Regions from separate parts of the Pan troglodytes genome. Here region 2 is linked to region 1. Evidence: chromatin contacts called from public HiChIP or PLAC-seq data. All regions are on one chromosome and are shown on one strand. Each heading gives the region's core, a stretch centred on a gene start, on an enhancer-like site or on the middle of the called end of the contact. The rest is flanking DNA. Distances are from core to core; before and after follow the strand shown.

The links. HiChIP or PLAC-seq counts read pairs in DNA pulled down with a chosen protein or histone mark.
Region 2: a contact with region 1 is called in an H3K4me3 HiChIP or PLAC-seq map of stem cell-derived excitatory neurons, with 2.7 times the contacts expected there. The contact joins the promoter of ELAC2 here to the promoter of HS3ST3A1 in region 1. A contact is called at or near these places in 2 of 7 Hi-C or Micro-C datasets (induced pluripotent stem cells and stem cell-derived neural progenitor cells) and 1 of 1 datasets of contacts at active chromatin or transcription factors (stem cell-derived excitatory neurons).

Annotation. Positions count from the first base shown.
Region 1 is chr19:57,095,681-57,098,425 of NHGRI_mPanTro3-v2.0_pri, reverse strand. It overlaps HS3ST3A1 (heparan sulfate-glucosamine 3-sulfotransferase 3A1), which reads right to left and starts at 1,455. Exons shown (of 2, transcript XM_511827.8): 1 at 857-1,455. The coding sequence starts at 1,455.
Region 2 is chr19:57,678,329-57,681,153 of NHGRI_mPanTro3-v2.0_pri, reverse strand. ELAC2 (elaC ribonuclease Z 2) reads right to left here and starts at 1,282. Exons shown (of 24, transcript NM_001009034.1): 1 at 1,038-1,282; 2 at 407-457; 3 at 198-268. The coding sequence starts at 1,282.

The sequences.
Region 1 (2,745 bases), core at 206-2,705:
TGGTCTGAATTTGAAGAGACTGGCAAATTTAAGATTAAGATCTAAGCCAGACTTATTTCCTAAACTGTATTGGCAAAGTTGTGCCAATGTATTTTTCTCTCTTTTGTCTTCTTCTTTTAATTGGCTACCTTATTTGTAAAGAGGATTGAAGATCTTTAGAAAAGTTTCTGTCAGTCAAAAGACAAAAGTTACTTTTCCCTGCAAATATCAAAAGCACTTTACAAAACTCATTCCTTGCCCTCAAACAAAAGTTATTGCCAAGCGTCCTTTAAAATACAGAGCCTGGTTGCTTTCCCTTGCTCAGACAGACATATATTTTCCAAACTACCCAGATTCTCTGGTTCTTGACACTTTTACTAAGTCTCTATATTACTTCCCACCTAGGACAACTATCTGGCAAAAGGTCAAGGTAAATAAACACCTGATGGTAAAGACTGTGTTAACCACAAAGAACTTTCCAAAAGATAAAGAATGAAAACGGGCTTCCTTGGGAAGGAGAAGGCAATCTATTAATTGTTGAACAGGTTTCTAATTTAGAAGAGACTTTTTTTTTCCTTTAGTTAAATACATGAATACTTTCGCAGAGCAGGAGAAAGAGACCATACTGGCTATTTACTGGCAAGGGATTCCCAAGGATGAAAATTATGAAGGCCAGAATTTCCCTCCCACTCTCTCCTTCAACATCCACTTCCCAGGAAGGAGAAGGCGGAGAGGGAAGAAAGACCCTTGACGACCCTTCGCCTTCTGCATGAAGTGGGGAGGAGGGCGAACTGGGGGTCACCGAGGGCTCCTCCACGTCTTTCCCAGCCCAGGACCCCCGGATCCTTCAGCCCCAGCCCTGGCCCGCCCCGCTCACCGGTACCAGGCGAGGCCCTTGTCGTAGCTGCGGTCGAAGAAGTGGGGCTCGGCGCCCACGGCGCGCACGTCGGGGTGCACGCGCAGGAACTCCAGCAGCGCCCGCGTGCCGCCCTTCTTCACTCCGATGATGATGGCCTGCGGCAGCTGCTTGCTGCCTTCGTCCAGGAGCAGCGCCAGGGTCCCCGGCGGGGCCTCGGCCACGGTGCTTCCGGCCCCGGAGCCGCCCGGACCCCCTGACAGGCCAGGGGACTCTTCTTCCCAGGCCGCCTCCTCGCCGTCGTCGCGGGGCGCGGGCGGCCGGCGCCTCCGCCACTGCGGCAGTTGCAGGAGGCGCTTTCTCTGTGCCGCCGCCGGCCACACCGCCAGCTCCCTCGGGCCTCCGGCCAGGACGCCGCCACCAGGGGCCCCCGCCTCCTCGCCGCCGCCGGACAGCCCCACGACGGGGCCGGACAGGGTCTGGCAGCGCTCGGCCAGGCAGTAGAAGACGTAAAGGGACGTGAGCAGGGAGCAGAGCATCAGCAAGAACTTCCGGAAGATGCTGCGGGACAGCGGCTCGGACGAGGTGGAGAGGGCACTGGCCGGGCCCGGAGGGGCCATCCTAGCCGGAGGCGACGTCGGGCAACGCGCCGGCCATGCTAGGCCTGGACCCCGACTGGTGCCAGAGCATCCCCCCGGCGGGCCAGCGCGCTGGACGGAGGCCACATCGCCGTGCGCCCCTGTGGCCGTGCGAACTGTCCCGGGAGGCAGCGGCCGGGGCTCCGCGGGGAAACGGAATCCCGGGGGCCCCGCGCAGGATCCCTGCCTCCAGTCGAGGGGGCGGGAAGGGGAACGCGGGTCCGTGCTTAAGAAACCATCGTCTTAGACTCGCCCAAGTCCTGAGCTTGGGGCAGCCTTGGCCCCTCGGTTCCCCGCAAGAGTAGCCGGAATCGGGGTCTTGGCAGCGGTGTCGAAGGCGTGCGTCTCAGCCCCGGCCCCGAGAGACTTCTCGGCGCGGATCTCCGCTCAGCGATCCTGCATCACTGGCTCGGTCCCCGTGAGGGCACGCGCGGCTGCCGGGCCTCTGCGCTCCGTGCGCTCCAGACAGTGGCGAGCGACAGTGACTTCCAGCCCCGGCTTTCTCTGGTCCCCTTGCCCGCCTGGGCGCGTTCTCTCCGCCCGAGTTCAGGTTCTCTCGGCCAAGGAGCGAGGTCCCCCCGAGTCCCTCTGCCCGAGCGGGAGACAGGAGGCCCGTGCAGAGCCGTCCACCCCTCTCCGTAGCGCCGGGTTGCTCCAAATTGCTCTTGGACCCCACCTGTGAGCCGCGTGGCTGGGCTGGGCTGGGCTGCGCGGGACCTGTCAGCGGCCCCCGCCACTCTGCTCGCAGGCGCTCACCGGCTGCCTCCTGGGCCGCCGCTGCCGCCGCCACACGTGGGACGCCGAGGGCAGCAAACTTGCTGGTGACGTCAACGGCCCAGGCCGGACCAGCCCCCGGACGAGCGCAGCGGGGCGCGGACCAGCGGCCAGGCGGGGCCAGACGGACGGGGTGGGATGGAGAAAAGGTGGCGCGGGCTCCGCAGCAGCCGCCCAATGGCACTGGAGAGGGCGGGGGCGGCAGGGGCGACGCCCCTTCCCCAGTGTCCCCCATTCCTCCCCGCGGCTTCGCCCCCTTCCAGTGGATCCGGTGTCTGCGGCGGCTCCGGGGTTGCCTGAGTGACAGCTAAGGCCGGCCGGATCTCTGGGGGCCTGACTTCCACCCAAGACGCCACTAGCTTGGTGAGGGGCTCCAGAGCTCTCCACCGCAGCTCAGCCCTCCGCAGCCCTGACCCTCTCCAGGTTCCCCGCGCTCTGCTCCCCTCTTGGCACTGTTGCCCTATCCTTCCCCATCCCACTGCTTTCCATCGCCTGGAA
Region 2 (2,825 bases), core at 33-2,532, 580 kb before region 1:
TTGGGAGGCTGAGGTGAGGGGATCACCTGAGCCCAGAAGGCAAAGGTTGCAGTGAGCCAAGATCACGCCACTGACCAAAAAAAAAAAAAAAAAAAAAAAAAAAGTAGCTGCCCACCCCAGACTTGGAAAAATGGTAAAGCCGGTTAAAATTCCAGAGACTTCCCACCAGCCTCTGACACTGCAAAGAATATACTCACCACTTAAGCCCCCAACATTAGACCAGTGCATTCGTGTCAGGAATATGTTGTCCAGGCGAGCAACCTTTAACCTAAGAATGAGAAAACATTTAAACAGGATAACAGGAACAGAACAAGGGCCACTTTTGCTATAAAAAACAACTGGCCTCACATTTCGGCTTTCAAGCCCCGTAATCAACTCCCCCTCCGAAAGCAAGAGACTGACTCACTTGTGCTCCTGCATGAGTCTCTGAATGCCTTCTCCACAGTTGAAGAGATACCTACAAGACACACATTACACAAGACATTCAGAAGGTTTTATTCTGTAAACTCTCTGACACCAATTAGATGTTTTATTGTAGACTCTGGAAAAAAAAAAAAGAAAAAAAATTAAAAGTCCACGTTGGACTACCGAGCCACATTTATGCTGGTGGGTTTTGAGCCCTCCTTAGCAGAGGTGGAGAGGAGTGGGGGCCTGTGTGTGTGGGTGCTAGGACAAAATGAGTCCTTTCTCCACCACCGGCTACACACAAGATCTGTCCACCCCACACGCTAACAACGACACACTGGCCTTGGGGTGCACGGAAGAGGGTGGAGCTCCGAAAGTGCTGACAGCCAGGCCGGGGCCCAAGGGTTGGGAAAAGGACGCTCAGACCCACGTCTGAAGTTCTTCACAGATCCCCAGAAATCACATGGATGCAAAGAATCTCGGATTTCCCACCCACCATAACTCCACGAACCCCCGCAACAGTGAACCACATGTGTGAAGTAGGGAAGCCGAAGCCCTGGGAGGTGCCCCGATGCTCAGAGGCTGCGCCGCACTGAGGGCCCAGCGGGACGGGGCGTGGCTCGTAGACTGACCGGTTGAACTCGGAGAAGACGTAGAGCGCGGCGCCCGAGTCCCGGCTACCCGCTGCCACCACCTGCAGGTACACGGTGTTTGGGCCGCCGGAGCACCCCGACGGTCCGCGCTTCTCTCGCGTGCGCAGGTGCCGCAGCGGGTCCTTGCGCGGCCGCTCGCGGCGGGCGGGTGCCTGCGATATGGTGCGTCCCTGCGACATGGTGCGTCCGGCCGCGGACCGCAGCAGCGAGCAAAGCGCCCACATGCGCCCGTCTCCACCAAAACTGAGAAAGCCGCCGGTCACCTACGCCCGCGTTTCCCGTGCACCACCTAGCCGCTCCGCATGGCGGATCCAGCCAATCAGCGCGCCGTGCACCGAGCTTCCCGCCTACGCGAGGCTGCTCATCCAATAGAAAGGAGCTTTACCGCTCGGGACTTGTCAATTGACAGCGGCCATAGAGTAGAGGAATACTAGAGCGTCTCAAGCGGCCCCGCCCCTAGTTCTGTTCCGGATTCCCGGCCGCAATTTTTTCCGGAAGCTGTTTTTCTCCTGGGGTGGGACTTCCGGAAGCACAGTGCCAGGAAAAGCCTTCCTGGGGAAGGCGGGTCCTAGGAGTTTGGAGTTTCGCTAAAACGCTCCTGTTCCCACCAGATAAGAGCTGTGTCGTTAGGGCACGTCAGTCCCTCAGAGCTTGAGTTAGAGGTGGTTGTAGTGGTTGTGAGGATTAAATGTGAGGAAATCAATTGTATTGAGCATTAGCATAAGCGCTTTGCTAATTTTATTTCCATTGTAATTCGTATGCATACATGTTAGAACTTGATCATTTTTACGTGGTGTCCCGAGCTTGTAGTCCCAGCTACTCGGGAGGCTGAGGCAGGAGAATCGCTTAAGCGCGGAGGCGGAGGTTGCGGTGAGTCGAAATCGCGCCACTGCACTCCAGCCTGGGTGACAGATCGAGACCCTGTCTCAAAACAAAACAAAACAAAAATTGTAGTGTTTTTTGGAAAGAAAAGCAAGAATAGAGGACAAGCTCTAAAGCAAGAGTCTTGGCTCATTTGTTAGCTGCGTGATCTTGACCTCTCAGAGCCTCAGCTTTCTTATCTGTAAAATGTAATAACAGCAATAACAATATCTCCTACTTCAGAATATAGAATTCAGTCACCTGATAATATATCAATAGCCCTTTGAGTGGCACTGTCACAGAAGAGGCACCCAGTAAATGATAGAAAATTAATACAAAATGGTTCAACTCCTAGACAATATAGCTGACCAGGGACATCACAGAAGTAGATGTCCCAATACCAGCTTTTTGAAAAAAAACACCCAGTCCCCTCTTACGTAGCTAATGAGGATTTCTCACTGAAAGGGATATCAGTTAAAGCCGCTAGAAATACAGGGAGCTCCCTTAAAAGAGGAAGATAATTTACCTGGAAGCTCCACTCAAATATGATTTTTTAAAGATAATTTACCTGGAAGCTCCACTGACATATGATTTTTTAAAATAAATACTGAAAGATGTCACTTTTATTCAGGAAGTAAGGGAGATTCAAGTCATGTAGATTCCTACTCGAAAATCTTGACACCTGACTTTCCAGGATCACATTTTCATATGGAGACCAGTTTCCTCTTGGTTTCTTCAGTTAAGTCAAAACTACACGTTCCTCTTTCCCCATATATTTTTGCTCATTAGTGTATTTCTTGAGCTGTTTTCATTCAAATATGAAATTTTTTATGGAAGATTATCACCCACGGTGTGAAAACGTTTTGTACTTGAAATAACCATCCCAGTGAGGGTCAGGAAAACACT